2 separate regions of the Mus musculus genome follow, and region 2 is linked to region 1. Evidence: chromatin contacts called from public Hi-C data. All regions are on one chromosome and are shown on one strand. The core of a region is the stretch at or near the end of the contact, and the rest is flanking DNA. Distances in the headings are between cores, read along the strand shown.

Region 1 (3,906 bases), core at 293-2,792:
AGTCCAGTTTCCTAGAATCTTTTTCCACCATGCCTTAGTTATTGTGGTATGTTCACAAACCCGATTGTCTCTCTCTCTCTTTTTTTTTTTCTACTATGACTTCTGGGGAAGCATACATTATGTATTTCACTGATGAGTCAAACATCTCCTTCAAATAATATTGATTTTTTTTTTTTGTATTTGTCACACTGCTGCAGTTGGCTTCATTTGAAGGCAGCATGGCAAGCCACATCCATCACCATGCTGGTTTAAAATGACACGTATATCCATTTATTGAGTTCTTAGCATGTCAGACACTGTGTATGTTTAGCCCGAAAAGGATATTTCGCAATCCCCGTCTCAGTAAGTGGGGTAACTGAAGTCTGGAAGGCTTAAATAATTTATTCAGGCAGCAGGCTTTAGGGTTTACCTGACAGTCTCTTCCTCCCAGTGAGCTAAGCCCCATGCTTCACCAGGAAGAGATTAAAGAGGCTAGGTTTACTTAACCCAAAGAAGGAACAACGAAATGTTGAAAGGAAGCTAAGTAAATATTGCTTAAGTATCAGGAGAATTATCTTGGAAGACCATGTGTTACTTAAGTCAGAAACATCACACGGTCCACTCCACATAACGTTTGAATGGGCCCCGGTGAGAGATGCTAAAACACCAGCATGTGTGTGAGGAGCCTGTGTTTGCTGCTTCGAGGGTGAGCATCAGGCAAGGCTGATGAATGGGGGCATGAGATCCGGGAGCGAGGAGCAGGAACTGGAAGGATTACAGGCTCCTATTACGTCATGCCACATTCAATTTGGCATATTCCTCTTTACTTTCTTGGCTTCGAGTCCGGTCTTGCCTGCCAAATACTTACGTGCTTTGCATAAGTGCATAAGTGATTTTAAAAAGTTTAAGTTAAAAGGTTGCAACTGTGCCGGTTGTCTCCTTTGCCCTCCTCAGCCTGATGCTGCAAGGAAGTGTGGGCTGAGTTGCAGACAGTTGTTCCTGTAGTTCCTCTTCATGCCATGTGGTGGTGCTGTTCTTCTAGTTATCTCGACCATTGCTAGTCCAATATTTATTTTCGGTGAGTAATTTGTTTATCAGGAGGTTATTTTAATCTAATTTTGGCCATATTTGCTAGCGCACACTATCTGTGCTTCCCAGCGTTAGCAGCTTGCATGTCTTGAAGGAAATTATCTGAAGATGGTCTCAGAGGCATTTGCGCAGCCATTATTTAAGGGAGGTGGGAGGAGGCAGGGTGAGTGGAGCCTGGGGTTAGAACAGCGGATGGAATTTGTTGCCTTCCAAGTGGTGTTAGCATGACTGAGCAGGATTGACAGAGGGCGGGGACATCCCAGTAGCATTTTGCAAGCTGTCTCTGCTTGACAGCAGCAACGCTGGTTGTTAGGGTCGCTAGTCTCCCAGACCCTTGTGACAACTTGTAAAGGTCCTAAATTGGTTTGGGAGGACAAGAGTCTTCTAGTTCTGCACCCTCTGCAAGAGGCCCTTCTCCCAATCTGATGACATCTTTAATTAACTGCTACTGCAAGCTGCCTGTGAGCTGGGGAGTGGGGGAGGTTGGAAAGAGCGTGACTGTACCAGAGCAACCACCGCAGCATCCACAGCGTGACTATGGTGATGAATAGCGTGCTGGACACTTTGCTCACGTTACATTGAACTCTTTGTCCTCACTTACATAATAGTCATAGTACTATACCTGTCCTACATGCCAAGAAGAGGTAGTTAGCACAAAACAAAGACTTGCTGAAGTCCCACAAAAAGCACAAGGAAAGCTAAACTTTACCTCAGTTGTGACTGCTTCCAAAGCGTCAGATTTTCATATTTCTGGTAACCTTCAGCAGGAGTCAGGAACCCTGGACTGAGCCATAGATTGACTATGCGATCTTAAACATGGCCTTAGGTTGGCTTGCAGTAAGTGGAGGGTTGTAGGCGGGGCTTGATGCTTCTTTGCAACAGAATCTAACGTTTTCATCACCAAAGCCTAAGTGTGAATGACACATATTTGGTAGGCACAATGGGGCTCAGGTTGAGACCCCAGTTAAGAACAGCTCATTTTTTTCTTTTGCTTTCCAACTCTTGTTAGACACTGAGAAGTTTCCAGGGACGTTCCTGAGGGTCTGGAAGAAATCAGCCTTGGAAACTTCTGAATGAATATCATCGTGGGGTGTGTGGGAGCTTGACCTGTTGTTTGCGATTACAGCTTCAAGATGGAGTGACATGATGCTTTCTGTGGGAGGCTGGAAAAGTGTGTCACACTTCTCTAAGTAGTAAAATAATAATAATAATAAATGGTAATATAATAATAGTAATGATAGTCTAGTGATATTTGACCCAGAGAAAGCCAGAGTCTTGTATCCATCAAGACCCAGTCCAGTCATTTTGCAGTCTCTTAGAATTAATGGGCCTAATTAAGCAGTTGAATTGAACCTAAGTTGTTGAGGACAGTGGGGTTGTTATCCAGTGACAGGAAGGTAGGCTAGTGAACCCTTTCCTGTGATGGTCAAACTCTTCGGAGGTGACCATCCTGGGTCTGAACAGAGCTGTGAATGGCGCTGATAAGATGTTCCCGCTTGACACAAAACTTGGCTAAAACATTATTGTTGGCATGCCGCTGTTAAGTCGGGTCAGTTCTTATGCACAGGTAGCATACTATCTTTTACCACCTCTATCTCCAGGGCTTCCCCTCTATTCTAACATTTGCCTGCAAGTTTGGGTCAAAGTGTCCCTTCGAAAAGACTGTAAAAGTGTAAAAGTCTCCAAGTCATGATGAAGATGGTATACATGTGATATAATTGCATCAGTCATCATAAGGGCATGATATGGTGGATATCACTGTTTACATAGTGATCATAATGTCTGCTCTCATGGTACCCTGGGGTCAACTACAGAGACATAGTTATCGAGGCAGGCTGGTCTATACCCTCTAAAAATAATGAGCAACATGGAAGCTGGTGATGAGCCAGGAGCGGGAGCGGAGCAATGGATCTTAATAAACTTTGGTAAAAGTCACTGCTAGTTTATTATTACTGCCATCAGAGGCTGAAGGAGCTGATGCTGTATAGGGATAGGGCTTGTTCAAATTTAAATTGAGGTTGTTTAAATTTGTCACCCAAGATCTGTCCATTGAGTTAAATTGACTCATGGTTGTTTTTAGTGCCTAACTCCCCTCTCTCCCACCAAGAAGCCTCTTTTGTGAAATGGCTAACAGAAAATAGTTGAGAGTTTGTGGACCACACTCTTTCTATTATAGCTATTTCCCTCTGCCCTGAGAGGGCAGAAGCAGCTATAGGCAACACATAAAGGAATAGCTATGGCTATGTTCCCATAAAACTTTATAAAAATAGTCTGTGGGCAGTGTGCTGACCCCTGCTTTAGACTGAGTGAGCCTCAGCCCTGAGGACTGTATTCCATTAATTCTTATTTCTTAAGCCATTAACTCTAATGTATTTTATACAGCAGGCACTCAGAGCAAGTTATTTGAATAAGCAAAGGAATGGATAAACAAATGCATGCAAATCCGGTCCCCTCTCAGTGCACTTACTTTGTTTTCAGTTTGGGCATTCAGGGGTTAACATCCAGGGTTGTGTAGTTGTAAACCCTTTAGGTTTTAGAACTTGTATCATACTGGCATAATTGATGGCAGCCTGTGGGTTGACAAAGATAAACTATCACAAAGATTTAAAGGGATAGACAAAAAGATAAACACTCCCTAGCTCCAGAGGCACAGACTGCTTCCTCATCCCATCCAGGATTGGCTGTACAATTATTTATTTATGTCAAGATGCACATCAGTTGGTTCCCAGAGATCCTAGAAGTGGCAGGTTACAGAGCAACTTTCATATATTATCTCATTTAATGCCCCAAATACTTCTGTAAGACAGGTAAATATTTAACAATTCCACAGCAGCAGTG
Region 2 (3,680 bases), core at 1,128-3,627, 740 kb after region 1:
GGAACACAACAATGATTGAATATGGCTGCTCCCTATCTACAGCCGACCTGGACCCTGGTGAGCATTACCATGTCTCATCCTAGCAGCCCTCTTTTGATGGTCAGGTGAGGATGTCAGGGCACAAAGCAGGTAAGGTCCTGTGTAATGTTATTCAGGGAGTGAAAAAATGGGTTTATACAGACATCCTGAGTCGTGCTTCTCCTCAAAGATCCTTAAAACCCACCAAAGCCTAAGAGCATCTCCTTGTTTTCAGGATGGTGTGTTCTACACAATGATTATTCAAGACCTGATCCAAATATGAACTACGGATTCCACGTATCTTTGTAAACCATCTCAAGTTCAAACTCACCAAGTTCAAAGTCTAGCTACTCATTATCTCTCCTCACTTAATTCTTTACGTCCATTTCTTAAACAATAATGATCCTACAAATGGGAACCTCTATCTTCCTGCCATGGCCCATATTCAGAGCAGATGCTTAAGAGATGGACCAGGATGTGTGGTCAAGGCTGTGCTCAGCTTTCCTGTGACTATGCCCACTATGTACTCTCCTTGTGACATCTATAACTATTTCCTCCCTTCCGTCATCTCCCTTGACTTAATTTCCTTCCTAGCTCGAGTATCTGCATAAGCAGGTGGTATTTAGAATGGGAAGTACCTTCTATTTCCATCAGTGGCCCCATTTTATCCTATGCAAGGGGAATCTAGCACTGGAACCCCTCCTGACCCAGTCAGTTTGCAAGTTTCTGGTTTTTCTCTCTGAGCAAAACCCCAAGCCCCATATGCTTCAATGTCCTTTCCTCCAGGAAGTCTCCTATAGTTTCTAAATTCCCATATTGTCCTGACGAAATCTGCATGGTGCTGCTGTGAGCTCTTACATCCTCCCATCAGACTGTAATTTCTGAAAAAAAAAATAGATTATTTGTTACCAGTGGTGAACATGTGTTGGGCTTACTTTAAATATGTATTGAATGATGGAGACCGTAATTTCCATTGCAAAAACCTCCTGAAAACTGACCTCTTCCTGGTTGCTGCAGTAACCTATTAAACACAGATAGACACGCTGTACAAAAGTAGGACACACATGTGTCTGGTACTTACAGCAGTAAAGAAGCATCCAGAAAAAAATAAAATAATAAAAAAAAAGCATCCTCTTTCCTAATCTCTAATTTCCAGAAGCAGCCTTGTTTCTTTTTCTCTCCATGGCCTGTAGAGGTCAGAAAAGGGCCTTGCTTTCCAATCACTGGCTGTCCTCTGTCCCCATTAGAATTCGCCTGGGTATGTATAATTAAGCCAGCTGAGGCTCAGCACATAGAAACGGAAACGCATTGACTTTAATAAAACAGAGTGTAAAACAAGTTGAGATTGACTCTAGCCTTGTTTACTCTCGCATACTTGTAATAGTGGTCGGTATATTCCCAGTCAAAGAGACCATCGTCCTGGGAACTGAAGCATGTCCTTTCATTGCGACTGCAGCCTGTCCTAACAGGCAAGACACACTAGCTCAGTGCTCCTGGCTCACTGGAAACAAAAATTAGAAAGAAAAAAAAAAGTAAGTTCTGTTTCTTAAGGGAAAAGAGGCAATGACAAAGAGAAAGTGGGCACCATGAAACGCAGTCCCACGGATGTTCTTACCATTTTGTTTGATTTATTTTTTTCATGGTCACAAGGAAATTGGGAATCCAGAAAAAACAATGATAGCCAGACTCAAAATGGGGCAGGCATTTCGGCGAAACTAAGTAAGTAGCGTTGTTCAACGGGGAGTTTTGAAAGCCAAGATGTCATGATATTGGCATGCTACTTCATGGATGGACTTTCGTTTCTCTAGGTCTCAGTTTCCCCATTGAAAACCGAGGACCTAGATCAGATGAAAGCAAACATCACTAACATTTCTACCATTCACAAGCATGGCATTGGATGCCCTGCAGAGACCGCTACTCAGAGACTGCAGACTGGCTGGGCCAGTGAAGAGGCAGCATGAGGCAACTCACACTGCTTCTCTGTCTGGAGAGGATGGAGTCCAGAGCTGGACAATGATCCTTTCAGAGCTGAGAGTGATGCCCTTGACACCTTGCCAATACCCAGCAGAATAAGAGCTTCCGAAATTGGGGCTAAAAATAAATAATGAAACCAAGTGACAACATAAACAGAAAGAAAGAACAGAGCGCGGACTTGAGTCAGCAAACTTGTGAACAGGATAGAGAAGAATCAAATTCATTTTCATCTCTGTTGATTGGCTGGTTAGGTGGCTGGACTCTTAGAATTCAAATCATAGTTAGTGATGTGTTTGATGCCACCCTGGGGGAAGGAGGAAGAGGGCTGAGCAGAGGCGTGGCCGCTCGCTCCCTCTCTCTCTGGTCCATTTCCTTTCTGTGGCATAGTTGGCCCCTTCCTTCTAGCTGTCTTTTTGTTGGTTGTTCAAAGAAAGAGCTCTTACACAGTCCTTCCCCTGTCTCTGGCCGCATCCTGGACCCAGGCCAGCTGCCCTCCTCGACCTCGTCTCTCAGCATTTGGGGCCCAGCTTCCTCTTTGCCTTTCTGAAGCACACACCGCATTTTAATCCAAAACGACTTTCAGATCTGACTGTTTGGGGCAGGACGTGTGCAAGAGGTTTCAGGAAAGGGAGCTCATAGCTGTTGGGTCTGTTTCATACTCAAACCAGTCTGCACTTTCATGTGGTATGCGAAGAAGCAGCAGACATTTAACAACCACAGGGGAAACTGGACCAATTCTCTCTATAAGCCCTATTAAGTTCATCCAGGTCTCAGTTTCCAAAGCTGTAGATTCAGACCTGGAGGAGACTCTCCTTCCCCATTCCATTGTATACATTTAGGTATATGCAAATGTGAGCATGACTAGGCCAAAGAAACCTTCTGTGAATCAGACAATAATGTACATTAAATATTTGGAGGTGTACACTAGCAGAAAGGAAAGGAAGAAAGTCTCCCAGTGTGGCTGGGGAATCAAGAGCCTCTGAAACATCCTATGTAACATGAAAATACAATGTCTAATATTTACTTCTAGATTGTGTCTTATTTGGGGTGGGTAATCTCACATCGTCTCATGTCTAGCCTTTGAACTCTCCAATTAGTTTCCTTGAGCTCCAAACAGCTAAGCTCTAAAGATATCTGAAGTAGATAAAATATGAGATTGTTTAATTTGGATGAAAACAGGTGAGACCTTCAAGGAATCCTAAGCAGGTAGAGGAAGTTTGAATACTTTGTTTCTAAAACATTAGAGATCAACTTTATAATACTTTAGAAATGATAAGACATTGGCAGAAATCCTTATCATCAATCCATTTGTGGGTTAGATCTTATCAACTCCCAGAGACTTTTGGGATCAAGTCACTCTGGTTATCCCATATTAAGATGATACACCAACAGTGGCACTACCCACCAATGCATGTTGAGTGGTTGCTAAAGAGACCAACTTAGTATCTATAGTATGTATACTTACTGTCTCCATTTCCCCCCAGAGACCAATAATATTGTAAAGAATGTTGTTTAGGGACAAAGATGCCTGTTTTCCCATGTTATTTCCCAACCCCACCCCAGAGGCAAATTTACTTTTATGCATTTTTCTTCAAATTAAGTTAGAAATGGATCTGTGATTTTCATCATCTCATTTGCAAACTTTTTCAAGATCGATCACTTTCCCATGTGCCCATCAATCTTGATTT

The links. A called contact is a pair of places that touch in the nucleus more often than the background predicts.
Region 2: a Hi-C map of the N1E-115 cell line shows a contact between it and region 1, with 7 times the contacts expected there. The contact joins two enhancer-like sites. A contact is called at or near these places in 7 of 484 Hi-C or Micro-C datasets (the N1E-115 cell line, cerebellar granule neurons, cerebellum and 4 more) and 3 of 115 datasets of contacts at active chromatin or transcription factors (astrocytes, oligodendrocyte precursor cells and stem cell-derived neural progenitor cells).

Annotation. Positions count from the first base shown.
Region 1 is chr7:76,392,074-76,395,979 of GRCm38.p6, forward strand. All of the region lies in intron 6 of Agbl1 (ATP/GTP binding protein-like 1), which reads left to right. Among named protein-coding and RNA genes, the nearest start is that of Gm30774, 25 kb to the left of the region's middle. Within about 2 kb of position 1,543, at least 108 of the 459 cell types and tissues checked have an H3K27ac peak or open chromatin away from gene starts, as enhancers often do. A contact at or near this core is called in the N1E-115 cell line, cerebral cortex, neural progenitor cells and 2 more, where this site is marked.
Region 2 is chr7:77,130,809-77,134,488 of GRCm38.p6, forward strand. No RefSeq gene overlaps it. Among named protein-coding and RNA genes, the nearest start is that of Gm30774, 760 kb to the left of the region's middle. Within about 2 kb of position 2,378, at least 86 of the 459 cell types and tissues checked have an H3K27ac peak or open chromatin away from gene starts, as enhancers often do. A contact at or near this core is called in the N1E-115 cell line, cerebral cortex, neural progenitor cells and 2 more, where this site is marked.